Linked DNA regions of Mus musculus: region 2 is linked to region 1. The links are chromatin contacts, called in public Hi-C maps. All regions are on one chromosome and are shown on one strand. The core of a region is the stretch at or near the end of the contact, and the rest is flanking DNA. Distances in the headings are between cores, read along the strand shown.

Evidence for each region. A called contact is a pair of places that touch in the nucleus more often than the background predicts.
Region 2: a contact with region 1 is called in a Hi-C map of cerebral cortex, with 2.6 times the contacts expected there. The contact joins the enhancer-like site here to the promoter of Extl1 in region 1. A contact is called at or near these places in 6 of 39 promoter capture datasets (the SN4741 cell line, hematopoietic stem and progenitor cells, liver and 3 more), 2 of 484 Hi-C or Micro-C datasets (cerebral cortex and nephron progenitors), 2 of 115 datasets of contacts at active chromatin or transcription factors (both in embryonic stem cells) and 2 of 9 other capture datasets (adipose tissue and pancreatic islet).

The regions. Positions count from the first base shown.
Region 1 is chr4:134,370,221-134,374,342 of GRCm38.p6, forward strand. Extl1 (exostosin-like glycosyltransferase 1) reads right to left here and starts at 2,327. Exons shown (of 11, transcript NM_019578.2): 1 at 738-2,327. The coding sequence starts at 1,498.
Region 2 is chr4:134,429,049-134,433,170 of GRCm38.p6, forward strand. No RefSeq gene overlaps it. Among named protein-coding and RNA genes, the nearest start is that of Gm30453, 17 kb to the right of the region's middle. Within about 2 kb of position 1,668, at least 88 of the 459 cell types and tissues checked have an H3K27ac peak or open chromatin away from gene starts, as enhancers often do. A contact at or near this core is called in cerebral cortex and nephron progenitors, where this site is marked.

The DNA of each region.
Region 1 (4,122 bases), core at 1,077-3,576:
CTGTGAGTGGGTGGGGTACCCATGTGCCTTGGACCATGTGTAGAAGTCAGAGGACAATTTCCAGGAATCTCTTCTTTTTCAAACTTGTGGGCTCAGGGGGACGACAGAACCCTCCAGCCCTCAGGCTTGGTGGCAAGTGTCTTTGCCCACTCAGCCACCTCTCTACCTTCAGGGTCTCTCATTGATCTTGAAACTCCTAAGCTGGTTGGCTAGAGCTCTAGATCCTCCTGTCTCTACCTCCTCAACACCGGAAGGTCTCATGGGGTGGGGGTAGCGGAGGGGGAGGGGGCTTGAACTCATGTCTCTATGTTTGTAAGGTAAACACACCTTATGACTATGATCTACTTCCCCCTACCACGTCATTGTTTATGGAAGTGCTATCACCCGAGTGAGCGAATGGTATACAAATGTCTGTTACATAAAACGTTAGAGTAGGAGGGACCAGCATACCAGGCATGGAGGAGGTGGGAGGGGGAGGCAGCCTGCTATGTTTCTAAGATCCCCAAGGGAGAATTCCAAAAATCTGCCTTTCACACCCTCGGAGACTTATCACTCCAGCTTGGTGGAGATCTGCTCTGCTGTCTTAACCCTCTCTCTCCTACTGCGGCTGAGAGTTTGTCGGACAGGATGACAATCTTAACCCTTCACTCCATCCTCTGGATCTGCTCCTGTCCCAGCCGCCTCCCACTCAGGAGTTCCCTCCCACTCAGCGGCTCCCCAAGGGTAGGTTTACTTACTGCTGGGGTCCAGGGTCTTGCTCACAGTGCCTGTCCCAGAGGCAGGCTGAGGCGTGGGTGCTTGTGATACGCCACCTGCCTTTCTCCTCTGCTACCGCCAGTAAGGTGGCCCCAGGTTGGGGACTGTGCTGCTGCAGCTTGCCGGGAGCCCCACCTCGCAATGGGTGAGCTTCGGGGAGATACGGGAGCGCTAAATCGAAGCCCGGTCGGAAGATGTCCGAGGAGGGGCTGGCCTCAGCTACCATCGCCTGTCCCAGCCTGGTGCAAGGGGCTGGGTAGAGACTCAACACCAGATGGTTCCGGCCTCCGTTCCAGTTCGGAGGCAGGGGCCCGCAGGCTCCTCTACGATCCTGGCTGGGGAGAAAAAGGAGAAGGCAAGCGTCTGCTGGGCTGAGTGCAGAGTAGCGGGAGCCTTCCAAGGAATCCAGGATCCTGCGCTGAGCCTCAGAGGTCGGACCAGCCGGGGAGTGCACAAAGATCTTGAGGACCTTTCCCCTACACTTGGAGGTGTCAAAGCAGGCTCCCCAGGTGCAGCTGCTTCCCCGAGAGACCCGAGGGAGCTGTGCGACATCTTCTGGGTTCGTCTCAGACTGGGAGAAACTCTGTAAGAAGGCAGCATCCAGCCAGCGGGGCCAGCCTTGGGAGCGCCCTGGAAGAGGACCGGGCAACACTGCCAGGCGAAGGGGGAAGACTCCTAGGAGGACGAGGAGGAGCCAGAAGGCTGACAACGCCAGCCAGAAGGACTTTCTTCTCCACAGCATGTGGCCACCAACAGCTAGGACTAGAAGGAAGTGAGGAATTTCTGTAGCAAGTGGAGGAGGCGACCCCAGGCAGGAGGGAGCTGGAAATCAGCCTTCTGGTCCAGCGCTCTCACCATTGAAGGCAGGTCCCCTAGCTAAGTTCGACTAACCATTGGCCACCTGTGGGATTGACCCCTCGTGGGAAGTCCAAGGAGGCTCTGGCTTTCTAAATTTGCATTCCCACTCTCCGACTGCTTTCTCTACCTTCACACAACCTTGCCACCCTTTGCCCTCTCATCGGGACCTCTGCCCTGGGCCACTGCTCGGGCTGATGCAACCCTTGTCCAGACCACAAGATCGTGTCCATTTGCGCTCAGGACTGCACCCCTGATCTTACCCTTGACCCAAGGGCAGGCTATCTATGGAGAACTGTCTGGGTTCATGGGGAGTGGGTATCGGGAGGGGGTGGCCAAGGATGATGTAGAAGGAGGCAGGACTGTCCTCTCCCACTCTTCCCTCTGCCCCAAAAGCTCTTGAAAAAAACCCTGGCTACCCCTGTGTTTGGTGGCTGGCCTTCTGTGGCAGAACTATAAATAGACCTTGTGTCCATGTGGGCCACCAGAGCCAGCTGAAGTTGGAGCCGGAGTGCATCCCATGCCCGCCGCCTGGGGAATGAGAAGGTTCGGAGTGTGGTCTTCTTCCCCTCGGCTATGGCCCCTAACCCAGGCAGCTGCTCTGCACCCTCCGGCTAGGAGCTGTCACAGGGCAGAGGGCAAGACCTACGCTCCAAATTCCTGTTCCTGCCCCACAGGTCCAGCCGGCAGCTCCAGGTCCCACTCCAGAAGGTATCAAGTCGGTCCAGCTCTCTTTCGCAGCAGCAGCAGCCTGGCCACACCCCCGCCAGCTCTGATTGGCTCCTGGCTAGGAGGCAGGGTTTCCACTTAACCCCTTGCAACCTCTTTCGCTGGGGTACCGTTTCGTTTCTTTTTCCTTTTTTTTTTTTTTTGAGACGAGGGGGGTGGGGATGTTCCTGTAGCCCCGGTTGGTTTCAAACCCACCTTGCAACCAAGGACTTTGAGTCCCTGATCAATCTGTCTTCACCTCGGAGTGCTCGAATGCCAGCTACCTGCCATCACGCCTGGCTCTGGAAGATTAATAATGGTCAGGAGGGCACCATACCTCACTGGTGGCTGTGGATTGACAGTTTGCTTCTCTCCAAGGTCTTTACCAGTGATCCAAAGTAGATGTTTATCTGCCTTTCCCCCCCCCTTTTATTACGATTATCATTGTCTATTTTTAGAATTGATGTTGTGGTACTGGGAGTAGAACCCAAGGCTTTGTGCACACTAGACAAGTATTCTATCACTGAATTACATCACCAGCTCTTTTGTCTTTTTTACTATTGAGAAAAATGAAGCGCAGAGCAGGGATTGCCTTTCTTAAGGTGACCCAGCTTTGATGTGTCCAGGTGAAGATTTGAACTCAGAGCCTGGCCTGATGGGGCCTCTTCTTGTCCCCTCGGCCACTGAATGGAGCTGGGCAGTGTCTACCTGCATCTTTAAAATGGATTAACATCATTCCCTTGGAGGGTTGCTATTGTAGGTCCTACAAGAGCACTTGGTGGGGTGTCCTTCAACAAGGAAGTATCCTTCCGCTGGCCTCTCCTCCTTGGTGAGCAGCCTGAGGGCAGGGCACAGTGAGGTGCCCAGGAACATCCTCAAAATGGGATCAAGAAGAATCTGGCCTCTTGCAGTAAGAGGTAGGTCGCTCCGTGATAGACAGCTGCTCAGGCAAACCGCAGGCTTTCTCACGCAGGAGACAGGTGTGGGCATGCGCTGTTGCCATCCCACCAGGCTTGGAATTGGCAGAAGGTTCCCTTCCTCTAGGAAGCGGCTGAGACTCCTGAGTCAGAGCCAGGACCCTCCTTCAGGGGCTCAAGCTTGCTCTGGCCACATCCATGTTCAATCATCTAAGAGATCCTTCGCATCCTAACTTGGACCAGGTTCCCAGGGAGGCACTGGAAGTGCCATGCTGAATAAGAGTAATAGTGTAGGTGACTATGTCCTGAGCACGCTGGAAATGACTATAAAGGAGATATTACTATCATTCCCATTTTACAGAAGAGAAAGTTGAGGCTCAGGGAACTTGAGTAACTTTGCCTGTATTCCCATGGCTTAGCCAGGTCCTAAGCCATCTATCTATACATCTTCTCTTTTATTCTGAGGCAGTGTTTCTCTATGTAGCCAAGAACACACTATATAAACCAGGCTAGCCTTGATCTTGCGTGTCTCTGTGTCCCCTGTGCTAGGATTAAAGGTATATGTTACCATACCTGGCCATTCATTTTAAAAACATATTTATTTTTATTTGGTGTGTATGAGTGTTTGCCTCTGTGTGTGTGTGTGTGTGTGTGTGTGTGTGTGTGTGTGTGTGTGTGTGTGTGCCTGTGCATGCCTGTCTACAGTATTACAGTATGCATGCCCTGTGCCTAGGGGGGCCAGAAGAGGGCATCAGATTCACTGGAACTGAAGTTAGAGATAATTGCGAGCTGCCATGTGGGTTCTAGGAACCAAACCTGGGTTCACTGTATAAAAAAAAAAAAGAGCTCTGAGCCATTCTTCCAGCCTACCATCCATACCTTTAAC
Region 2 (4,122 bases), core at 418-2,917, 58 kb after region 1:
ATTGAACCCGGGTCCTCTATAAGAGAAGCCATGCTTTGATTGCTGAGCCATTTCACCAGCAATATAACATTATAACATTTCATTATAACATTTTCATATGTATATAAAATATACTTTTTCAACTAACTTGACACGCCCCCCTCTGAGCTCCCAGGAACTAAAGCACCAACCAAAGAGTACACACGGTTGGGTCCATGGCTCCGCTACATGTGAGATGAGGTCTGCTTTATCAGGTATCAGTGGGCTGGGAGGCTCTTGGTTCCGTGGAGGCTTGATGCCCCAGCGTAGGGGGATGCTAGAGGGGTGAGGCAGGAAAGTGTGGGTGGGTGGAGGAGCACCCTCTTAGAGGCAAAGGGGAGGGAAGGTGGGATGGGGGTTTATGGAGGGGAGACCAGGAAAGGAGACAACACTTGAAATGTAGATAAATAAAATAACCAATTAAACAAATACATATAACCGGGCATAGTGGCACATGCCTTTAATCCCAGCACTCGGGAGGCAGAGACAGGCAGATTTCTGAGTTCGAGGCCAGCCTGGTCTACAAAGTGAGTTCCAGGACAGCCAAGGCTATACAGAGAAACCCTGTCTTGAAAAACAAAACAACAACAACAAATATATACTTTTCTCAGTCACTCACTAATATCCCCCTCCCTTTGATGTCTTTACTCTTCTCAACTAGTCCTCTTTCTGTATTGATGGTGCATGTGTGTGTGCCTGTGTGTGCGCTCCTGCATGCCTATTGTGTGTGTGCATGTGTATATGTATGTCCACACATGCATGGTGTGTGTGTGTGCACATGTGCATGTGTTTCCTGTCTCAGTGACTTTACTGCAGATCTCTTACAGGAGCACAGGTAAGAAGGAGTCATTTCCTAGAGCATGGACAAGCTGTCTGTGGAGACACCACTGAAGAAAATGTCTCCCTAGATTTTTATGGAGGCACAGGGTTTCCCAAGCCTCTTCCCAGATCCACTGGGTTCTTGATCAGTCCCTTGTCACCCTCTCTCACTGTGTGCCCTGGGTGTGTGCTTCTCTGTTGACTCCAGCTTTCCTCTCTGTGTACCAGGACTCAGGGAGGTAGCTGTTGAGCTGGCTGGTGTCTGAGGGCCCCTTCGGTTCTGTCTCTAGATGCCAACAGTATACAAGATGCCCCGTTCCCATAGAATCACATGTATTTCTTCCCTGTTTGCTCTCCCCAGCCTCTGTTCACTCTTCCTTGCATCTCTTCATTCCCTAGCCCTCCCTCGGGGTGCTTTGCTTTGATGTTTCCATGCATCTCAAAACCACTAACACTTCAGTCTGGTCTACCTCTTCCAGCCGGTCTACCTCTTCAATGAAGTGTCTTGATTGCGTTCAGTTAACATTTGATCTCTCAGCCTCCCGCTCCCGGGAGAGCTGTGGTCCGGACCGTATTGAATGTTACACTTTATTACACGACTCCAGGGCCCATCTGTTGGAGGGGAAAGAGCATCCTCCTGTTGACTGACATGCGAAGCAGGAATCGTGCCCTCTGCCCCCTATCAGCTTCTTGTTCCCTACCCAGACGTGCAACCAGCTGGTGCTGGCCCGGCTCTCTGATGTCTCCAGCAGCTGCCCCTCTTCCTTGTCTTTCAGCCCTTCCCCAGATCCCAGCTGCGGGGCCAGGACAGAGCCAGAGACAGTCCAGGCCTCGCAAAACTCCGGGAGGCCACAGACAAGGAGCATTTGAGAATTAGAAGAAGGGCAGAGCTGAGCACAAGTCACACTAGTCTCGAAAACGAGGGAGAGCAGTTTGCCAGCTTCTGTTTCCCATCTTGCTCTCATCTAAAAAAAGCTGCTTAGAAACACGGGCTTCCTCGAGCTGTGAAGCCAGATGGCCCCGAGACACTCAGCTTGCCCGGTGCGCATGCGTAATTATTCATCTTCGCAGACTCACGCCCAAGACTGAATTCAGACACAGACACTTTATTTGCTGTTTGATCTGGAGCCAGGAGGCCCTCCTGAGCTTTTGTTTCTTTTTCAGTAAAGTGTGGTGACTCAAGTGGGTCTTGCCCACTTTGGGGTGTTTTTGTTGGGACTGGATAGCTAATGTAAAACGCAATGGCCTTTGCTGTCTACAGAGCACTAGACAGACAGACAGACAGACGTTGCCGTTCACAATAAGGCGCACCAAATTTTGCATTTGCTGGGATGAGCCATTACTTAGTGAATACTTCACTTCTGTGCCAGGTACTGTGCTGAGTACTTTTTGCACACTGCACCGTTTAAGCCTAACCTCATTCCCATAAGACACTGCATTTGTTCCCATTGTTTGGATCAAGAGAGTGAGACTTGGAGATCTACTGGGCCAGCCAAGACACCAGCATCTAGGGGGAGGGGACCAGGATTTGAACCTAGAATGTGGGCTCCGACGCCAGTGTTTTAGCTCCTAACCATCCCCATTCCACAAAAAGAAAGGTTCTCAGACTGGGTCAGTGAAGTACCAACTGTGCAAGCGTGGGCACCTGAGTTTGGATCCTCAGCCCCCGTGAAAACGCCAACTGTGGGGGTCCATGTCTGCAACCCTGGCAGCGAGGTGGAGAAGGTGGATCCCAGGCTCACTGGCCCGCCAGCCGAGCCAGCCAGCCAAGCCAGGCAGCCGAGCTAGGGGATGAGAGATGCTGTCTTTAAAAAGGCGGTGAAGCTCAATAGAGGAAGAGACATTGTATCAGCCTCCTCATACATACATGCATACATACATGCATATGCATCTACCCCCAAAGGCATATATGCACCACACACATAAATACATAAATTTAAAAAAATTCTTATATCAACTGAAATAACACACACCTCTTCTCCAGCTAAATGCATTACCGGGTCTGTTCATACAAAGAGCTGTTTCTGTTGAAAACACCACGAGGTCCAGGCAGTAAAACAGCAGTAGAAGACAGGCTTCACCCATCTGTCACTCATCCATCCATCCATCCATCCACCTGATATAATAGGAGTGTCTCCATTAGCTGAGGGAAACACTACTTAGACATGCTTGGAAATTAGTGATCTCACAGTTCTGAGTAGTATGCCCTAGACGTATGTCAGACTCACTTGGGAACTGTGGACAGAGATGCTGAGGACTCATCTGGGGTTCTGGAGATGCTGGTCCCAGAGGATCTGAGGTGGGCCCAGATCGATGGGATATGCAGACACTCAGCTGAGGTCAAGACCCCTGCAGTGACTTAGGCCAATTGACCTCATTTTAGGGAATAGGAGGAAGTCCTAGAACTCAGAACAATGACATTTTAGAATTGGAAGGAAAATTGGCTGATTAAAAAAAAAATCGTTCATGAAGAACCCAGAGTTTGTAGCTATAAACTCGGGTTAAAAATTTCAAGTTAAAATCTTGGGTTAAGCGTGTGGCTCCGTTGGTTGGGTGCTTTGACTGGCATTCCCCCAGGGTCTGTGGAAACAAGCAGCCCCCAGATCTTCCAGCTTACAGACTTACAAACGTACTTTAGAGACACTCATGATGGCCCAGGTTTTGTTCACACACACACACACACACACACACACACACACACACACACACACACACACCATTTACTGTGATACCCATAATTTCCAGTAATTGTACCTTGGAGCCTTTGTGTAAGGAAGAAGCCTGGCCTAGAAGGTCTGGAGAGTTAACACCGATTCCTGCACTGGGGCTGAGACTGCGCTCACAGAACTGAATCTAAAGGCTTAGGAGGGCGAACCAACATGTAAACCTGCTGGGGTGAGTGCTGTCATCGGGGACCCACACTGCTCTGGAGTGGCACAGGTGACCAGTTTCAGCTTAGCGGAGGAGAATGAGAGCTTAAAGAACATCGGGTACCAGAGCCTAAGAGCCAAGCCTTGTGATAGACACCTGTAATCCCAGCATGCAAAAGGGGAGGCAGGAAGATGATTCTTGGCTACTGTCATGGTTCGTGTTCACTATCGATTTAACCAGGGAGTCACGAGAGACAATACTCTTTGCACCCCTGTGAGAAATTGTCTAGGTTAGGTTAGTCTCTGGGTGCACTGGGAGTTAGTTATCATTATACTCATTGGCATGGGAAGACTCTCCCGCTATGGGGAATGCCAGTTCCTGGCTGGGATCCTGGACCCTGCGAGTCTAGAAAGG